Regions from separate parts of the Mus musculus genome. Here region 1 is linked to region 2. The links are chromatin contacts, called in public promoter capture Hi-C maps. All regions are on one chromosome and are shown on one strand. The core of a region is the stretch at or near the end of the contact, and the rest is flanking DNA. Distances in the headings are between cores, read along the strand shown.

Region 1 (4,232 bases), core at 1,193-3,692, 3.0 Mb after region 2:
AGATTGCAACGTCGTGGTTGTTTCCAAACCCTTTTTCTATCTAGCCTTTTTCAGTCTCTCAACATTTAAGCAGCAAAAGAACTCGAGAGAGAAAACTTGTACTAAATATCCTTCTTTGACCGGCCCTCTCCTCTCCCCACTACGGGGATTTCTGGGTGGCTCACAGTGGACAAGGAATAGGTAATCCCACCAAACCTTGAGGTGGGCTAAACTGGAGATTTTGGTATGGGTCTCCTACTGTAAAGAGAAAGCCTTCCGGGCTAACGGTATTCCTTTCGCAGTCTACTGCCTCCTTTGTGAACTAATGACTGTAATTATTACCTCCCAGAGCTCTTTTGTTATCAACAACCCGGAGCCAGAGGGGGGTGGGGGATGGGCCCTTTGGGAAAAGGGAAAAAAATTTACAAAGCAAATTGCTGTCTACGAAGGGTTGGTTTTTTAAAAAGACAAACCCAATTCCAGCCTGCATTCGAAGTGGGGAGTGGCAAAATTTTTTTTCAAAGTATGATAAGATTTTAAAAATACTCAGAGCTGTGGGATTCAATTGCATTTCCACAGTATCGCTTTAAGTTACTATTTTTGACGAAGTAAAATTCAGATGTTGAAAATCTGTATCTCTTGTTTTCATCCATTTCTTCCTTGGAAGGTGTGTGTGTGTGTGTGTGTGTGTGTGTGTGTGTGTGTGTGTGTGTGTGTGTGTGTTTAAGAACCTTTTTTTTTTATTTCCGACCACTCATCCATGGTAAAAAGCTTCAACCCCAGCCAGCTGGCTTGAAGAGAATTATTTTGCAGGATTTAGTATGGATTTAAACAAAGACTCAGGCTCTCCAAGTCTTGTTGGCAAGGCTGGGCGGAAGCGCCCTTTCCAGGAGCTGTTACCTCTGCCAGCTGAAGCCACCAGGCCTGGAGGACCCTAAAGACTTACTAAGTTGAGGCCTAGGGTCAAGGTGACTGCCTTCCCTTAGAGACACGCCTTGGGTAGCACCTCAGCAGTGCCAATCTCACCGCCCTCCCCCTCCCCACCTCGGGCCACTCACCGGACCTCAGTGGGCATCCTCTAGCTAGATCCTCCCTGGCCCCCCTGGATTCTGGAAACCTTGGGAAGAAGATAAAGCTTTGTGGAGAGAATGCACTTGGTCATCTGCAGTTATTCGAGGTCTCCGGATCCCTAACAAAATAAGTGATCCTGGTCACCAAGACTAAAGGTCCCAGGGTTTCTCCTCCGGCAACAGCTTTGGTGACTCATTTGAAAAACTCAAAGAAGGAATAAAGGACTATGGAGAGCAGGGAAGCTGCAGTCCCTCGCTCGGAGAGAAGGAAAGGAGATCGGGAACGGTTTAAAGCAGCACTTTCCTGCAAGTCTTTCTTGAGCTCTCTGTAAGCCTGGAACTATGGGTTTAGTATAGGCAAGAGGAAACGGAAGCGGAGCCAGAGGGCCCCAAATCTTCCTCAAGGCGCCGTCCCTGCATTTAAGAGCCTTTGGGAAAAGGGAAACAGAAAGGATTTTTTCATTCCTTTATTAGAAAACACAAACGAAACTACTTCTTTCTGGGCTGGGAAATTGCCACTGTTGTGTTCCTAGGCACCTGCTGATGGCAAGAACTCCTCTTGGGAAGGGACGAGGTCAGTGGGTTGAGTATCCCTGAAAAGATGGGAGTGCCTTTTCCTGGGATTTGGAAAAACTGATTCGCTTACTTTGAGACTCCCTGAATCCTGTGTATGTGTCAGCTCTCACCCACTCCAAGAAGTTTCTGTTCGTTTTATTTATTTAATTTTTCTCAGCCTGAGGTCCTCAGTGATAGATTCCAGCGTGGATTTTAATTGCTTCAATCAGCAGCCTTTCTCTTCAGCCGTCAGTCAAAACCTGGACGATGGGTCTGGGGACCCAGGCATGACTGCACAGAAACCGTACGACCCCCACCCCCACCCCCCAGGCTGGCTCAGCTCAGCAGGCAGACATTAGGCTCTGCTAAGGAGATGAAATGAGTTCGTTGGTGTGGAAGCGGTCCACCTTCCTCCCTCCTTGGTTCCTTCCCCAAGCTTTGGAGCTCTTCCTGATTGAGGCCAGGTGGCCTGGGCTCTTGAGGTCACAGCGACCTCAGCACTGGTTTGGAGGAAGGCGGGCGCGAGAACCACTTTTGCTCGGCAGCAGCCAGAGACAGCCCTCAAACAATGAGCCAATCGATGCACACGTGAAATTGCCCTCGGCCACCATTCCAATCTTGCCAAGGTCTCCCTGTCCCTGGGGTCACCTAGGCCAGCGTGCTGAGGGCTGTGGTAGCACCCTGGACAGCGCGTTCCGGCAGAAGCAGACCTGGAGCGCCTGTGGCTGGGTCAGCACTACGCAGGCACGCCTCCCTCCCCCGCATCTGACTCGCACCTCACGACCCAGCGCCTCCATTTCCCTTCCGTCACTCTCTCATCTCCCCACCAAGCTCCCTCTCCCTAAAAATCTCTTGGGCCCTTTCCACTTTCCAATCTCCAGACTGCGAGGATCACGGCTACTCCCCCCATTTAACCTCGGCGGCGCAGAGCACAGCAGCGCGTCCCTGCGCCCTGACTGGAACATACAAACACGCACGAGCACTGGCATACGCAGACAGCACGTTTCCTGTCCCTGTGTGACACCCACCCTCGTCGCGCTGCCGCTCCAGCCCTCGCGCGGTGCCCTTCTCCCGCCACACGTACTCGCACACGCACGCACTCTCGTGCAGGGTCGAGGCAAAGGCAGCTTGCCACAGCCACTTGGAGGCGACCAGCGCCAGTCTAGCAGAACCCATGGCGTCTCCTGGCTCCGGCTTTTGGTCCTTCGGATCTGAAGATGGCTCTGCGGATCCTGAGAACCCGGGCACAGGTAGGAAAATCAGGACCTGCAGCGGGAGAGCTTTGTGGGTGGTTTAGGGTTTGCAGGGCTAGGCTGATCATCAAAGCTTTGACATCTGCAACAGGAAACTTATTCGGGCGCTTCGCCCGGCTCTCTGGGTTAAGTCCGTAACTGTGTGAGAACACCAACCCCCCCCCCCACCCAGTCCTTTGTCCCCCAGGGAAAAAGCCCAGGGTTGTCTAGGCCCCTTCCCCTAAACATAGGCTCCTGAAAGACTGCAGCGTCTGCGGGAGTCAGAAATCAAAGATCTAGGCTTTGCCTCGGGACGTCTAGACCCTGGGCAGGGAAAGACAAAATGGGAGCAGGAAAGAGTTTGGGGTCTGAAAGGCAAGCGCGGTGAGAAACAAACAGCCTCGGGTTTAGGAAAGGCAGCCCAGGTGAGGGCAGGGAGAGTCTGGAAACCCGAGAACCTGGCGAACAAAGTGCAAAGGGCGGCGTTGTGAGCTGCTTTCTTTCTGGGACACCGCAAGGAAAGGGCTGGCCCCGGCGTCAGATTCCCTCGGACTCCCCCACCTGCTGAAAGCAGAGTCGCTAGCTGGTGGCTGCTTCGAGTTTGGCGCCGGGCCCCCAGACTCTGGACTTAAAGACCTGGTTCACTTGGAACGAAAATTCTCACTCGCCCGTCTGTTTTCTTTCCGATTCGCTTTTCCCTGCCTGGCGATTGCAGCGAGAGCGTGGTGCCAGGTGGCCCAAAAGTTCACGGGCGGCATCGGAAACAAGCTGTGCGGTGAGTGGTGGCACTGAATGGGAGAAGGGCTGGCAAGGTCGGGGGCCCGCGGCTGGCGGGAGCAAAGTCGTGGGCTCCCCTCTGAGCCTGCAGCCTAGGTTGGACGAATCCCTGGGTTGCCGGGTGGGTGGGGATGTAGGAGCGGAGACTACCGCCAGCTGACTCAGGTCCCGCGTTCCGTGTCTTTGTCCAGCTCTGCTCTATGGAGACTCCGGGAAGCCAGCGGAGGGCGGCGGGAGCGTGACCTCGCGGGCCGCCACCGGGAAGGTCGCCTGCACCTGCGACCAAAAACCCTGCAACTGCCCCAAAGGGGATGTCAACTACGCGTTTCTGCACGCAACAGGTAAATGGGCCGGCTGGCCAGGACCACGCTCCACCCCGCAGACATCTGACCCTCCAAATGGATGTCGGGGTGAGGATTCTGAGGATCTTCCACAGAATTGAAAGGACGTGGGGTTTGTGGGCTGGAGGGCACCGAGGCCCTGGCCTTCCCCAACCAGAATCAGTGGCCAAGCGCCCTGCACTGCGCAGCCTCGATAGTTGGAGGTGGCAGTGTGTACCTTGGTAGGCTTCTTGGTGCTGCCCAAGCCTCTGAGTAGCACAAATTTCCAAAATACCCTA
Region 2 (4,688 bases), core at 2,074-4,573:
ATCAAGGGGGGAGGGCCCCTATGGGTGGTACCATCTCTGGGCTGGTAGTCTTGGGTTCTATAAGAAAGCAAGCCAGTAAGTAACATCCCTCCATGGCTTCTGCATCAGCTTCTGCTTCCTGACCTGCTTGAGTTCCAGTCCTGACTTCCTTTGGTGATGAACAGCAGTGTGAAAGTGTAAGCCGAATAAACCCTTTCCTCTCCAGCTTGCTTCTTGGTCATGATGTGTGTGTAGGAATAGAAACCCTGACTAAGACACTAGGTTTCTTCTTGTTACCATTTGGCTGATAATTGCTAATATCTTGTTTTCTAGTATACTAAACATCCACTAGTCTGGAATCCTGTGTTTTTGAAACTTGTGCCTCTTTTCTGCACACCACCATGATATTCTAGACAGATAAATTTCTAGAATGGAATCATTGGTCCTTCTGTTCCCATGGAGACCTGCCTAATGCTATATGGATAATATTGATCCTCACAGTGAATATATAGTTTTGCACAGTTTGCTCATGCAAGCTAAAAGGGAAAGCAATGCCCTTATGTCAAAGCTTAGATATTTCCGTCTTTGTGCCTATTTGTAACTTGGTCCAGTGGATGCATCACCACCACCTGCCTTCTGTGTCACTTTGCTTTGCGTTCTTGTGTTTATCTTCCCCTGTTGCCATGGACTACATGACAATTTGGATTTCTACATTCTCCTTCTCTCCCTCAGGCCCTTGTTCTGCTGGCTAGCCCTGTTAGCCACACATTTACCAAGTAACTTTTATTTGAAGATGATCTTATTGTCAGTATTAGTTTCTTGTTTCACAACTTCAGTTCCTGAAAGGCTGAAGGCAGAGTTTAGAGCAACATGCCTAAAGGCAGAATGATGGGTCTGCAATAAGTCAGGGGGCGAGATCCAGCCTTCCTTATGGAGGCAATCATTCAGTTTCTCCTCGATGAAGCCACCTAGCAGGCCGGAACATTTGAGCATTTGACAGTCCCTAGGATCCAGTGAGTCCTCCAAAGCCCTGGGTAACGCCAAGAGACCTAGATAGCAATTCTGACTTCACTGCCATCTGAGAGAGTTTGAGAATTCACTTGCCATCTAGTCCTTCATTCAGTAAGTTTCCTCAGTTCCACTGCATGGCTAGTACTGTGCTAGACAATAACAGGAAAGCAAAACAAGATGGCGTTTCACTCAAGCATTAGGAATCCAGAACTTCAGAGCACACCTTCCCAACACCTACAAAGGGAAGTACCTCTTTCTGACTTAAATTACCAGGCAAAAGGTAGATATTTTGTTAAAGAACATTAAGACAAAGCTACTTTCTCCTGGTCAAAAGAATAGAATCCGAGCATTCTGTGCTCAGCCCAGGATGGAGGTACTATAGATTTAAGCTATGTAATGGAGAACGAGGAGGATAATAATTCATTTAATAAGATAATATACATTCCCTTCCCAGAAGACCTTGCCCACCTTGTGGCCACTGGCCTTCTCTGGAAAACAGCCCTGTGGTCTGGCCTGCCTTCTCTTCTGAGCTCTCATTCAGAAAAGGGTCATTTCCTCTTTTGCATTGTTTGCTTGAAGATACCAGGCATGCTTTTATGGACATTCTGTGCCGTTTTACTTTTCTCTAAAGCTACTATTACTAGAATTATGGGTTACAAACTGTGTTCCAACTCAAGTTCGGCCATCCTTCTTCAGTAAGGCAGCTAAAAGTGCCAAATTAATGAAGGAAAAGAAAGCCACAAGAAAAAGAAAAGGAGATTTATTCAATGTGGCCACATCGGAAAGTGGGACACAGAGATCTTACTAATCCACAAATTCTGCCTTGGAGTTGGGTTTCCTGAGGATGAGGTTCAAATACAAAACAAAAGCTCTGCCTAACTAAACACTGGCAAATGTGGTCCCCAATCCATTCCTTTCTCAGCTCCAAATCTCTCCTGAAAGGTCATTTCCAGAAGATAAGTTTCTTCTCTGGATGTCCCCAGGGATTCAGCCGGTTTTTTTTTTTTTTTCCCTCCCAGCAGGAGATAGATCCCTAGGAGGAATTCTAATGTGTGTGCAGGCATATGTGCCTATCAGTGTACGGAGGCGGGGTGGGGGTGGGGGGAGAGGTGTCCATTTTTTTTTTTCCCAATGGGGTAAATAACAGGGTTAGTATATCTGTTTAGTATACACCCATTCCAGTCTTGATAGGCGGGTTACACCAACCCTTCCCTGAGCAACCGCTGGCCAAACTCCATTGCTGAACCTGCTGGCCTGCCTTTTCCAGTCCTAACTTAAAAGGGCATGGCTTTTTTTTCTTTTTTTCTTTTTTTCTTTTTTTTCCCCCCCTTCCCTTCTCTGGCCACCTGCCAAGATTAGCAGATTGCCTACCCTCTCAAACTCTAGTAAAATTGCCCCCCCCCCGAGCTTCCTTTTGAACATTTTAAATTTATTTGATTAAGGAGACTAAGAACCCCCAACGAGAGACCCTAGTAACAAGCATAAATTATGTTCCAAGCAGAATGGTGGCGCGCAGGTAGTACAACCTGCAGGCTGTTTTTCCATACCAAGAAGTAGTCTCCAATTCAATCTGTATATCTGGAAACTAAATTTAAAATTGGATTGAAACTCAGAATAAGGCAAAAGCTACTGTTACTGCAAGTAGGTACCAATTTGATAACACTCTGGCTTTCCGTTGCAGAGGAAGCACAGTTCAGTCTGTTATTTCATTTTGCTGTGCTGTTCCAGAAAACAGGTTGTGTGCCTCTTGCCTCAAAGTTTAACAGTCGCGATCTACTTTCAAAAGGCTTTAAGGCGGCATGTTATTTGGTATTCCAAGGAAGGCTGTTGAAAAGCCTTCCTTTCGCCCTTGCATTTCCTAGGTGACTTAAGTTAGCAGTGCAGGAACGTCTATTTTTGCTTAGCGGGGCAGCAAGACCGTGTAGACCAGACCCAAACACGTTAACTGGAGGAAACGACTCAAGAAGTTGAATGCCATTGGCCCTGAAGGTAGAGCTCAGTCCCTAGTCCGGAAGTGTTTTAGAAAAACGTTATTCCAACCTATTTGTTTGCCCCAGCAACGCTGGTCCCGCCACAGCGTCACACAGCAGGACAGCCGCATAGCCCACAGATCTGCTTCCCAGGTACCAGGCAGCCAGCAACCGTAGTCAGGTTGGGAGCGCACTCAATGCGCATGTCCGTAGTCCAGCCCCCGCCTCGCCCTCCCCGGCCACGCCCATGAGGTCTCCGCTGGAGGGCGGGGCCGCCCCGCTTGAATGGGGCGCGCATTCCTGTGGGACCACGTGACGCGGCCGCGCGGCCTGAGGTAAACAAGCGCGGCCCCGCCTCCTACCATCCGCGCGCTGCACTCCTGCTTGCGGGCGGGCGGCGCTCGTCTGAGCGGGCAGCTCCTCCAACCGTCCCCAGCGGCCGGCGCGGGGCACAGCTGCGCCAGCGTCCTACGCCCGAGTCCCCGGCCGAGCGCGCGCCCTCCGGTGCCCTCGGACCGCCCGCGCGCTGTGGCGCAGCACGAATTGGGTCGCGGCCCGGGCGCTATTCGCGGCTCCTGACGCGGCGGCCCGCGGCGCTGAGCTCAGCGCTATTCTCGGGCTCCGGGGCACTGCGCCCGAGGGTGTGTCTCCAAGCCGGGCTCGCAGCTATAAGGGGCCGCGGGCGGCCGCGGCCATGCAGCTCTACAGCAGCGTGTGCACCCATTACCCTGCGGGCACGCCGGGGCCCACGGCCGCCGCCCCGCCTGCCACCGCCGCCGCCGCCTTCAAGGTCTCCTTGCAGTCAGCCAGCCCCGCCGCCGCGGCCCCGGAGCCGGATACCGGAGAGCGCCCACCCGCCGCGGCCACCGAACCACGCGAAGCCGCCGCCGCCGCTGCCATGCCCGCCTTCTCTGCCTGCTTCGAGCGGTCCGGGTCCGCCGCCGCCCCGCCGGGCGCGTGCAGCAAGCCGCCGCTGCCGCCGCACTTCACGTCCACGGCGCACATCGCCGTGCGGGCCCTGGGCGCCGAGCGCCTCCTGCTGCCGCCACCCTCAGCCCCCTCGCCGCCGCGTCGCGGTTCCTCTGCCTGGCTGCTGGAAGAGCTGCTCCGGCCCGACGAGCCCGCGGCCCCGAACGCCGTCCGCGACGCTCCGGACAGGAACTTCCGACTGAGCGAGCACCGCCAGGCCCTGGCAGCCTCCCAGCACCGGGCCCCTGCACCGGCCCCCGTCGGCCCGGAGCCCGGCGCCGGCCCGGGCTCCGGCCCGTGGGGTGAAGAGCGCCGGGCGGAGCGCAGTTCCCGGGGTTGGGACCGGGCGAGCGGTCGCAGCGACGCCTCCGGGTCTGACGCGCTCCGACGGCAAGATCCCGAAGCCGAGGCTCACCCGGTTCCGGCACCCGCTCGGAGCAGCGGCGAGCCGGCCCAGAACGGCGAAGGCGAAGCCGTAGGCACGTCCCGGGCGGATCCCAGGGACGAGAAGCTAGCCCTGTACCTGGCCGAGGTGGAGAGGCAGGACAAGTACCTGAGGCAGAGAAACAAGTACCGATTCCACATCATCCCCGACGGCAACTGCCTCTACCGAGCTGTCAGCAAGACTGTGTACGGGGACCAGAGCCTGCACCGGGAGCTGAGGGAGCAGACCGTGCACTACATCGCGGACCACCTGGACCACTTCAGCCCACTCATTGAGGGCGACGTGGGGGAGTTTATTATCGCTGCTGCCCAAGA

The links. Promoter capture Hi-C pulls out the DNA fragments that hold promoters and counts their contacts.
Region 1: a contact with region 2 is called in a promoter capture Hi-C map of second pharyngeal arch cranial neural crest, with 5 times the contacts expected there. The contact joins the promoter of Gad2 here to the promoter of Otud1 in region 2. A contact is called at or near these places in 3 of 39 promoter capture datasets (cranial neural crest, hippocampal neurons and second pharyngeal arch cranial neural crest) and 1 of 484 Hi-C or Micro-C datasets (embryonic stem cells).

Annotation. Positions count from the first base shown.
Region 1 is chr2:22,619,885-22,624,116 of GRCm38.p6, forward strand. It overlaps Gad2 (glutamic acid decarboxylase 2), which reads left to right and starts at 2,443. Exons shown (of 16, transcript NM_008078.2): 1 at 2,443-2,854; 2 at 3,552-3,611; 3 at 3,805-3,954. The coding sequence starts at 2,779.
Region 2 is chr2:19,654,408-19,659,095 of GRCm38.p6, forward strand. It overlaps Otud1 (OTU domain containing 1), which reads left to right and starts at 3,324. Exons shown (of 1, transcript NM_027715.2): 1 at 3,324-4,688. The coding sequence starts at 3,655. Gm3230 (predicted gene 3230) reads right to left here and starts at 3,490. Exons shown (of 1, transcript NR_033642.1): 1 at 1,399-3,490.